Linked DNA regions of Mus musculus: region 1 is linked to region 2. Evidence: chromatin contacts called from public HiChIP or PLAC-seq data. All regions are on one chromosome and are shown on one strand. Each heading gives the region's core, a stretch centred on a gene start, on an enhancer-like site or on the middle of the called end of the contact. The rest is flanking DNA. Distances are from core to core; before and after follow the strand shown. Region 1 has its middle 11 kb from the start of Rpl7l1. Region 2 holds the start of Ppp2r5d (protein phosphatase 2, regulatory subunit B', delta).

Evidence for each region. HiChIP or PLAC-seq counts read pairs in DNA pulled down with a chosen protein or histone mark.
Region 1: a contact with region 2 is called in an H3K27ac HiChIP or PLAC-seq map of embryonic stem cells, with 6 read pairs. The contact joins the enhancer-like site here to the promoter of Ppp2r5d in region 2. A contact is called at or near these places in 3 of 39 promoter capture datasets (cranial neural crest, erythroid cells and macrophages), 7 of 484 Hi-C or Micro-C datasets (B cells, CD4 T cells, embryonic fibroblasts and 4 more), 4 of 115 datasets of contacts at active chromatin or transcription factors (the SCID.adh cell line, bone marrow-derived macrophages and embryonic stem cells) and 3 of 9 other capture datasets (adipose tissue, liver and pancreatic islet).

What each region holds. Positions count from the first base shown.
Region 1 is chr17:46,791,287-46,796,657 of GRCm38.p6, forward strand. No RefSeq gene overlaps it. Among named protein-coding and RNA genes, the nearest start is that of Rpl7l1, 11 kb to the left of the region's middle. Within about 2 kb of position 1,910, at least 6 of the 459 cell types and tissues checked have an H3K27ac peak or open chromatin away from gene starts, as enhancers often do. A contact at or near this core is called in embryonic stem cells, where this site is marked.
Region 2 is chr17:46,702,255-46,707,977 of GRCm38.p6, forward strand. Ppp2r5d (protein phosphatase 2, regulatory subunit B', delta) reads right to left here and starts at 2,748. Exons shown (of 15, transcript NM_009358.3): 1 at 2,579-2,748. The coding sequence starts at 2,605. Gm52314 (a long non-coding RNA gene) reads left to right here and starts at 3,371. Exons shown (of 2, transcript XR_003952400.1): 1 at 3,371-3,454; 2 at 4,288-5,723.

The sequences.
Region 1 (5,371 bases), core at 660-3,159, 88 kb after region 2:
TAGAGCCAAGCGTGTTTGTGTAGAGATTTCCTTCAAAAATCTCTGTCCTGTGTCAGGTGGGTCACCAGACTGTGACAAAGGAGAACAAAACAAAAGAATTCGAAGGTGCTTGCTGTGCAGCTACCGCTCTCAGTAATAACTCCTCTTGTCTCTAGTAAATGTGTAGATGGAGAATGTAAGAACTCAGCTGGGCATAGTGGCCCATGCCTTTAATCCCAGCACTCAGGGGATGGGGCGGGGGTGGGGGTGGGGGGAGAAGCAGGTAGATGTGAGTTCGAGGCCAGCCTGATCTACAGAGTGCTTTCCAGGATGGCCAGCACAATATAGTGAGACTCTGTCTCAAAACAAGCAAGCAAGCAAGCAAACAGGGGGCTGGAGAGATGGCTCAGCAGTAGAAAGCATTGACTGCACTTCCAGAGGACCCAGGTTCAAGTCCCAGCACACACAACTCTCAGTAACCCCAAGATGTGACACCCTCACACAGTCCTGTCGGCAGAACACCAATGCACATAAAAAATAAAATTTAAATTAAAAAAAAAAGGGAAAAAAAGAAAACAAAAGAACAAGCCCTAAAGCAAATTTTGCATCTCTAAGAAGTGCCCGAGGGTGTCAGAGCTGGGTTTTAAGGTGAATACAAGTTGGAAGGGCATAAAAAGGTCATCTAAGATAATGAAAATTATTTCAGACTTCTTGCTCTCCTATGCCTTTGTTATATATTAATATTCAAAGGTTCAGGAAACCTATACTCAATGGTTGCACCAGACCATTCATGATTTGGGGTGCCAAGCCTGGCCTTTAAGGCTGAGGGAAAGAACTCTGAAAACAAGAGTTCAAAATGTATAATATCTCAATTATGCAATATATAAAGATGCAATATGAATTGTATAATGGTTGTCACAGATGTAAAGGAACAGAGGCAGCTGTACTGTGAGCCAGCTTGTGAGAAAGATACCAAAAAAGGGATAAAGAGATTTAGGGAGGGGGTGATCCCAGGGCAAGATTCCATCCAGCTAAGATTCCGTCCCGGCATGGTAGGAATGGTCATTTTAGAGTGGGGCCCCACCCAGCTAGCTTATTGTCCGTGCTTACGTAGATAGATTTCTGCATCCATTTGCAATATTTAAAACAAAGTGTTTGCTGTCTCTAAGAATCCAGGGGCTGCAGTCCTGGGATGATGATTCATAGGATAATCAGGAGAGAACCTGACTGAATTGATATGGAAGTAAAAGACTGAGTTTTTGATCTGCAAGAGTTAAAATATCTAGAGAGTTTTGGAATTGTAAGAGAAAGTTGGGGGGGGGGAGGAAGAGCGCAAGTGCAAATGTGCTATCTGTAAGGCTGTCTCAAACAGAGCATGGGCCGTCAGCTTGGAACCCATGATTTGACTTCTTGTTGCTCTCAGGCCACTCTCAAACATGCCCTCTCTCAGGAATCCCTCTGCAAGCAGAGGCTGGACCTTGGCAGTGGGGTCTGGAGACTGCTCACCAACATGTTGCCAAGAGAAGAGAATTATTCCTATAACACCTAATTTCTAAAGCACCTGTGCCCTAGGATTGCTTTCTCTAGGATCAAACTAGAGAGTTCTTTACGGAGGCCGGCCGCTCTTATTAGTCCTGTAGGCGGCATGATGCATGTCTTAGTTAGGGTTTTATCACTGCGAAGAGACACCATGACCAGGATAACTCTTTAAAAGAAAACATTTAATTGGGGCTGGCTTACAGTTTCAGAGGTTTATTCTATTACCATCGTGGCAGGAAGCATGGCAGCATACAAGTCGACATGGTGCTAGAGAAGGAGCTGAGATTTCTACTTACATCTTGATCCATGGACAGCAGAGGGAGACTATGTCACTGAGCTTAGCTTGAAAGTAAGGAGACCTCAAGGTCAGGTCAGCCTCTATAATGGCACACTTCCTCCCATAAGGCCACACCCAGGACCACTCCCTATTACCAACCATTCAAACACTTGAGTCTATGGGACCATACCTATTTAAGCCACAATAGCACTCTACCTTTTATGAAGAATAGGGAATCTTCTATATCCTTTTTTTGTTTGTTTTGTTTTGTTTTTGTTTTTTTTGAGACAGGGTTTCTCTGTAGCCCTGGCTGTCCTGGAACTGCCTCCCAAGTGCTGGGATTAAAGGCGTTTGCCACCATGCCTGGCAGGAATCTTCTCTATCCTAATTAAGGACCTATGGCATCCCAGATGGGAGACAAGGGTCACTGGTAAACTTCACTATAGAATCACAGCTGCCTGTCAGGTATGATCAAAATACAGAGGGTACACACCACATTCTCTCAACCCCTAAACACATGTTAGTAGTGATCCAATGCTCTTTAAAGGCCCTTATATCTCTAGTATCACCCTTTTGACAATATTGATCTACCACCTGTCACACCATCTCGGTTCAAACCTTAACCTCAGTGAACCAGCCACTCCCTGACCACTTTGGAGGATGTTGGTTGTGTGTCTGTCCCTCTTAGGTCAACCTTGCAACCACCACTTGTGGCCTCACCCATTGTCTAATTAGACTCTCGCCTCGCTGCAAATTAATTGCTCCATGCCAAATATCACTACCACCCCTTCTCTCTCCCATCTCTCTCTCTTTGGTATTACAGACTGCTTTAACTCCTCAGGAACATGATGTTGGGCACACTGGATTCTGCAAACTGCAGTAACACCTTAACCCTTAGTATTATCACCCAACCTCAAGACCCAAACATTTGTAATGCCTCAGTTATCTTCATGACACATCCACTACTTACTCACTGGGTAGTCTGGGACATGTGCCCTGGTGCTCCTTTTCCCAAAACTAGGGGTGATCTGGTGACAAACCCTTGCCAGTTACAGGGTTTATGGAAGCATAGCATGACAAACCAGCAGCTCAGATCATATCCTACTCCAAGTCCTGGGTGTAACCCCTGGTATGGCCATGGGAGTGGCGGCACTGACTACTTCCCTAGCTATTACTGTCAGTTTTCCTCTAAGTTCATTCAGGATCTCCAGTTGGTGGCTCATCCTTACCATCAAGGGCCAAACAGACTCACTGCCAACTGTAGTGCTACAAAATTGTGAAGATTTACTGATAGGAGGGAGAGGTGGGCTTTGCTTCTTCCTTGGGAAAGAATGTTGATTCTATGTCAAACCAGTCAGGTTTAGTAAAAGATAAGATCCAACATTCAAGAGGGATCTCTAAAAAACTGTTATGAAACAGCTTGATGCCTCTGGCCAGTGGATCATCCACAGTCCAATAGGAATTGGATAGTCCCCTTCTGGACCCACTTCTCCTTCTCTTTTTTTCTTTTCTTTCTTCCTTCCTTTTTCTCTCTTTCCTTTTCCTTCTTCCTTCCTTCCTTTTTTTTTTTTTTTTTCTTTCGAGACAGGGTTTCTCTGTGTAGCCCAAGCTGGCCTCGAACTCAGAAATCTGCCTGTCTTTGCCTCCCAAGTGTTGGGATTAAAGACGTGTGCCACCACTGCCTAAATCTATCTATCTATCTATCTATCTATCTATCTATCTATCTATCTATCTATCTATCTATCTATCTATCTTCTATCTCTTTCTTTCTTTCTTTCTTCTTTCTTTCTTTCTTTCTTTCTTTCTTTCTTTCTTTCTTTCCTTCTTCCTTCCTTCCTTCCTTCCTTCCTTCCTTCCTTTCTTTCTTTCTTTCTTTCTTTCTTTCTTTCTTTCTTTCTTTCTTTCTTTCTTTCTTTCCTTCTTCCTTCCTTCCTTCCTTCCTTCCTTCCTTTCTTTCTTTCTTTCTTTCTTTCTTTCTTTCTTTCTTTTTGAGACAGGGTTTCTCCGTGTAGCCCTGGCTGTCCTGGAACTTACTTTGTAGACCAGGCTGGCCTCAAACTCAGAAATCCACCTGCCTCTGCCTCCCGAGTGCTAGGATTAAAGGAGTGCGCCACCACTGCCCAGTCCCTTCTCCTTTTCTTTTTTCTTTTTTTTTTTAAGTTGATTTATTTATTTTATGTATATGAGTACACTGTAGCTGTACAGATGGTTGTGAGCCACCATGTGGTTGCTGGGATTTGAACTCAGGTCCTTCAGAAGAGCAGTCAGTGATCTTAATTCCTGAGCCATCTCTCCAGCCCTTCTCCTTTTCTTATCCTACTAGACACATCCTGCTTTATAAGCTTGTCTAGATTTCTTCAACAAGAGATCTGAAAGATTTCCAACCAGACTTTTACAGGATTACCAGCCTTTAATTGAGGAGCCAGAGGCCTATGACACCCAATTATACCCTGATGGTGAAGATCAAGCTTGCCTCAAAGACCTCGCCACCCCCATTCAGTGGAAAGTAATGAAAACATCACAGCCGGGCGTGGTGGCACACGCCTTTAATCACAGCACTTAGGAGGCAGAGGCAGGTAGATTTCTGAGTTTGAGGCCAGCCTGGTCTACAGAGTGAGTTCCAGTACAGCCAAGGCTATATAGAGAAACCCTGTCTCGAAAAACAAAAACAAACAAACAAACAAACAAACAAACAAACAAAAATCACACGTTTTCTAACCGCACCCCTCAAGGTACGTAATAGGAGTAGCCAGGCCTTAAAACTGATGGCTTCTAACCTCTAAGCCCTGACCTCCAGAATACTCTAAGCACTCTTACCCAGCCCTGTAAGACACAGGTGGTCAAGCCCTGCCCTATAGAGCTAAAAGCCCAAGCTCAGGACTTCGAAAACCCACTAATCCCCCAACCTGGAAAACCCCAAGAAACTCTCTATAAAGTTCTCTGCTGCTTCTTGCCCAAGCAGAGGCAGCCACTCTTTTTTTTTTTTTTTTTTTTTTGTGCCACTCTCTTGTATGTGTGAGGTTTGTTGTGACTTTGTGGTATTGCTTGGCTCCCAGCTGCCTGGATACCTTTCCCCTTAGAGCTGTTAACACTTATACCATGTCTTCTGCAAGGGATGGCTGCTTAACTCTTCTCTTCAGCTGGGTACCAAAGATGCTCTACTTCTGTCTTGAAGAGAGCTCAGAGCTGAGGCACAGCCATACCCTGGAGTCCAGGGCTGACTTCCCACTGGACCACAGAGTCCTGCCAGGGTGATGCTGTATCAGGGTCTCCAGCTGCAGAGGAAATTTCTGTCTTTCCTATTAACATTTCCTGTAGTAACCCACTGGCTGCTCTCTTGGCATCAGGAAGTATCAGAATGCTATTTTCTGGACCATGACCCTCCTACCACAAGCTGAAGCTTTCACTAGCCTGACAGGAGCCTTGGCTTGCCTCTGGGCATGCCAAGGGAATGTAGAGACTTTAACCCTAATAGCAGTCAGATGAGCCTTCCTTTTTAAAAGATGTACCACATTATTATCTTTTATTTGTGTGTGGGTGTGTTGTCTGCATGCATGTCTGTGCACCACTGCGTGC
Region 2 (5,723 bases), core at 1,498-3,997:
GAGGTTCAGCTGCCTTGGTGTGTGGGTGTGAGTGGGTGTAGGGGAACAGGGCCCACGAGCCTCACTCCCTGTCTTCTAAAGAACAGGTGAAACACAGGCACTGTGGCCCGGCCCAGCTGTCGCATGACGGGAGGCACTGGACTCTCGGGCCAGCACTGTGTTTTAACCTCAGCGCTTACTACTTATGTGCGAGTGGGGAGGTGAGGAGCCTCTCTCGGCCTCTTCTTCCTCACCTATTAAACAAAAACCATGATAGGACCCACTTCCCTTAGCCCAGTGTCTGGTACAGAAAATCCAAATGCCTAATACCGCTACGATGAACAGGAAAGTGGGAGGGGTACCTAATGCAGGAAACCTTTTTTTTAAAAAGACCTAAATCCAATCTTAAAAGGGAAGGATGCTCATCTCACAAAAAAAGACTGACTCAGCACCAGCCTACGAAGCACCTACTATGTGCTATGTGTAAGGGACATGCAAACCTGCACACAGTTTCATTAATACCTCAAGGAGGATAAAACGTGTCCACAGTTCATTCCCACCCAAGGCTGAACACATAAAGTCTGTAAGTGAGCCCAAGTGAAGGCCCAGGAAAGACTTCCCCAGGGAAGCAGGGAAGGATAGCGAGGAGAGAGGGGACAGGTGACAGATGAGCAATAAAGGGGCCTCCACCCACCTGTCTCTGTGCCTCCACCCTGGTACACCTCAGTCACACTGTCATCTCTCTCCCCCTCAGAACCTGAAGGAGGCCAAACGCAGCCCAAAATCCAGTGCAGGAGATTAGCTCTCATAAAGGCCTCCCTGGCTGCCTCCACGCATCCCGGTCCTTCCTGTGCCCTTTCTCAAGCAAAGCACTCACAGCCTGACGAAGTCTAAGAACGTCCCCTCTAATTCCCAATCAGCCGCCAGACAGATGGGACAGGATCTGGTCCACAGACTAGAAACGACAGGCGCTTAAGGAGATCACCCCTTCCTCTGAACTCCACAGCCCCAGTCCCGGGCTTAGCTATCTTGAGTGCACAGTTTCTATTGCTGGATGGCGCCCATTGGCAAGCCCACTCCCCAAGGATAAGACCCAGGTAGGGCACACAACTTTGCCTGGCTCACCACCCCCTGTCCTGTGCTCTATCTAACTCTCAGACCGAGACAGTGACAGCCCAGAAGCAGAGCCTCCTGGCAAACACACAACAGCCCCGGGATAAAGAGTTTGACTGATATGGTTAGAGATGGTAGCCCAGCATCCATCAGGGGAAAAATGAATGCAATCCACCTCTGGGGTCATCAGGAGAGTGGACCACGAGACCAGGCCAGAGCCAGCCCAACACAAGGGGCCAGCCCAAAAGCTGGGGAGTCTGAAGACCAGTTCCAGCCTCCCCAGCTGAGTCTGCTTCTCAGAAGAACCACAGATCAAGCAAGAGCAGCAAACAAAGGGAAAGGCAGGGACAGGTCAGGGTGGTTTGGAGGCAAAAGATGGCAAAAGACGGTAACATCAAGAAATGGCCTGTGGGGTTGGGAGTGTAGCCCAATGGTACTGCACATGCTTAGCATGTGCAAGACCCTGGGTCTGATCTCTGCCACTGCAAATAATAAAGAAACCGAGTGTACTGGACGGCAGAATGAGAAGAAAACTAAACAGAACAGGCCAGAAGAAAGGGAGAAATCCTGTCCTGGTGCAAAAAAAGGAAATGCAAAGGTTATCCTAAGGAATACAGGGAGGAGCCTCTAACAGATTAGAAACCGAGTCCCGTCTAGGGTGAACATGGAAGCCAGCTGATGCCAGTTAGGCACTTGCACAGAAGAGCCCTCCAAGTTGGGAGACCTGATATTGCAGCTGGGCCTCCAGCAGGATGTGTGACCTTGGACAAGTCCCTTCCCCTGACCCGGCCTCAGTCTCCTCATCTGTACCACTAGCATGCTAGTCTGCATGTGCTCCAAAGCTCCCTTCCAGCACAGACGTTCTGGGGTTCCATCAACAGAAGAAGGGCTCGGTCCTGGCTTACAAGTTTGTGTGTAAAGGAAGACTCGAGGGAGGGGCCTAGGCCAGATTTGGGCGGAGGAGAGAGAAAGCAGAGCGGTTCTAGGTCAGGGGCTTGTCGTGGGGGGGCGGGGGGGGGGAAGGAGGGACTGTACAGAACTGTGGAGAGGCCGTCTTTTAAGCTGGTGAGGAGAAGAGGGAAGGGGCTGCTCAGGGCGGGGGTGGGGGAAGTACTGGAGGGAAATGCGGTCTTAAATGAGCACTGTCCCAAACCGTGGGGGATCGGGGACAGATAAAGGCGGGGAGAAAAAGCAAGGGAGTGAGCCGGGAGTGGAGCAGATCTGGAGGGGGCCGGGGATAGGAGCAAAGAGGAAGGGAAGAGGGATAGGTGGGGGGAAATCTGTCCGGGCAAAGACGGAGAGCTGTCCCAGCTGCTGCACGGACTGGGGGTGCTGGCAGTCGCGCGGCCCTGGGGCTGGCCGCGGGAGTGCTGCGGGGGGCCGGACCAGAGGGTCAGTCTGAGGCTGTCCCGGGCCTGCCTCGGGCCCCTCCCAGAGCTGCGCGCAGGCCCGGCGGCGGAGGCGCAAGGGGAAAGGCCACGCTCACCTTATCCTTCTTCAGTTTATAGGACATCTCGGCCGGTCCACACCCGGCCCGGCTCCTGCGGCCCCGCTCCGGCTCTGCTCGGCCACACTCGGCCCGCTCGGCGTCTCTTCGCCACCGCCTGCGCGCTGCGCCCGGGCCGAGCCGTGGCTGCGCTTCCAATTGGCCCGAACTCTTACAAACCTGCCTGAGAACCAGGAGCCGCCTCCTCGGATTGGTCATTGGAGCCAAGCAGCTTCCCTTTTTTCTCATTGGAAAGAAAGAGTACAAACCGCCAGGGTTCGGCTCCCAGAATTGGCTGGAGTGGAAGGTCCCGCCCTGAAAAGGGTCGGGCTTCGTGGAGGAGGCGGAGCCATGGGGAAACCCGAGCTTGGCTAGCAGATCTGTTCTCCGGCGTCGCCTTGTGCGTCGTCCTCTGCTATTCTTCAGTCCTTTGAGCTCTGCTCCTTCCCTCCAGAAGTGGCTCTCATGTTCTCCCCTGCTCTTCTACCTGCCCTGCTTCGTACGGACTGGAGGAAAAAGGCCCTAACACGAAAAGGGCACCTTTCTTCACAGGAATTTAAAGTAGCTCAAATTGCACACGTGAAATGATAGAGAAGACTCCCAAGGGTACTCCCGGGCATTCATCAAGTCTGTCCTAGATCACAGTTGCAGAGGAGCAGAGGGGAAAGCCTATCAGCGGTGGAACCGGGCTGAAATAAAATAAGAAACCCTGGTTTGCTGCAGCTTCAAGACGTGGGTCCCTGTAGCTGCTGGAAGGGTGCTGGAATCGGTAAAACAGCTGCGTTTGGAGCCACTGAGAATGAAGTGAAAAAGCAGCCTCATCGTTCCCTACCTGAGCCCTGAGCCGCCGCCGCACCCAAGCTAGTGTTCAAGTGGGTAAGACTGGGTTCTTGCCCTCAGGTAGTTCCCACTCTAATGAGGTTCACAGACTCGTATTAAGAGACGATTAAAATACAATCACATAAATTACACAAACCTCAGAATGACATGGAGGAATATATTTTAGTTATCCTAGTAGCCAATAGATTACATTAAAGAACTGGAGGAGGTCCATCAAAAATAAATCTGCGAGCTGGGTGTGATGGGTTTGCCCCTGTAACCCCACCTCTTGGAAGATAGAGGCAGGATGATCAGGCGTTACAGACCAGCCTTAACTATAGCCAGTTGCAGACCAGTTTGGACTACAATAAGAACCTCTTAAAAGAAAGAAAAAAAAAAGACAAAAAAAAAAAAAAAAAAAAACCTACCCGCCACCACAAACAACAACAACAAAGAAACAACTCTCAGAACTAAAAAGTTACAAATAAGCCTGTGGCCGTTTGTTCCCCAGGAAAGAGGTCTTGGATTCCCCCAGGAGCATGATAACCAAACAATAGTCAATCATCCTTACACAAAGAGCAGTAGCCCCAATATTGGGAAAGATGGGGGCTGGGAAGATGGTGCTCTTCCAAAAGACCTGAATTCAGTTCCCAGCACCCACATTAGCTGCTTCACAATTGCCTGTAACTCCAGCCCCAAGGGACCTGATAGACACATGCATACATACATACATACATACATACATACACACACACAATTTTAAAACTTCAAGAACAGAATGGAAAAAAAGACAAGGCTCAGTGGTTAAGAGTACTTGCTGCTCTTCCAGAGGACCTAAACTAGGCTCCCAGCCCCCACAACAGCTGGCTCACAACCACCTGTAACCCCAGCTCCAGGAACCTGACGCCCTGCCCTCCTCTGGCCTCCCTGGGCACCTGCATAGGTGGCATACACACGCACAGACACACACATGCACGTGAATGACTTTAAAAACCGGAATGAAGAAAAGCGGATGAGCTCCGGAGACGTGTACAGTCAACGGGATTCGGTGAGTCACTGGATTCGGGGAGACAGTATCAGGGAAAGGATGCATTGAGGGTGACTCCTAAGTGATGAAAGATGGTTAGAGGGAACTGGTGTCACAATGGCCAGAGGCAGGTAGAGTCTGCTAAACACTGAATAGAACACTTTGATTTTGCAACTAGGAGGTGTCGGGTGATCTCTGCCAGGGAAGCTTAAGCCAAGTAGGAGCTTGGAGTGCCTTCAAGAGTGAGCACAGGGTAAGGCCAGCACGGAGAGGAGCCTGGCTCTCATACAGAATTGCATTTTGCTCGGTGACTAACACTGAGTTGAGGGGAGCACACAGTGAGGCTGCATTTCTACTATTGTTTGCATGGGGAAGAAAGGTGTTTGTTCGCTGGTGGATATTCCTATCTGTACAAGTGTAACTGAGGCAGTTGTCCTCTGATGGAGCTGATCAACAGATGTCCTTGCCCATACCCAAAACCTCAAGATGCACTGTAGTCCTGGGGCATAAACTTGCCACTGACTGTGTAGCCTCTTTAGACCTGCAGACCTTGGTTCCTCTAGGAAGCAGGGGACAGAGACACATAAAGTTCGGCTGCAAGTGGGATTTTTTTTTCTTCTCTGTGGGAATCCAAGTCCCCAGGGCCTTCTTTTTTGTTGTTCTTGCCACAGGGTCTTGCTATGTACCTCAGGCTGTCACTGAACCTGAAATCACCTCTCCTCAACCTCTAAAGTGCTAGGATTACAGTACCACAGTGGGCAGTCTGGTTTGCATGCAGTTTTACAATGTAAAAGGAGGGACTGGGATTGGAGCTCAGTGCTTGCCAGGCATGTGTGAGGCCCTAGGTTAAACCCCCAGTAAATGTGTGTCTGAATGCACCAATGTAGCCAGGCATGATGGTGCACATCTCTGATTCTCAAACTCAAGAGGCTGAGGTGGGATTGCCATGAGTTCAAAGCCATCCAAGGGTATACGGAAAAACCCTGTCTCAAAAAAACAAACAAACAAACAAACAAAAACAAACAAACAAACAAAAAAAAAACAAATCAAAGCCAGGTGTGGTGGCACACGCCTTTAACCCCAGCACTCGGGAGGCAGAGACAGGTGGATTTCTGAGTTCGAGGTCAGCCTGGTCTACAAAGTGAGTTCCAGGACAGCCAGGGCTATACAGAGAAACCCTGTCTCGAAAAAAACCAACAAAACAAAACAAAAAAACCCACCACCAACAACAAAACAAAAACAAAAACAGAACAAATCAAACCCAGTACTTGAAGAGTTGGAAGCAGAAGGATCAGGCTC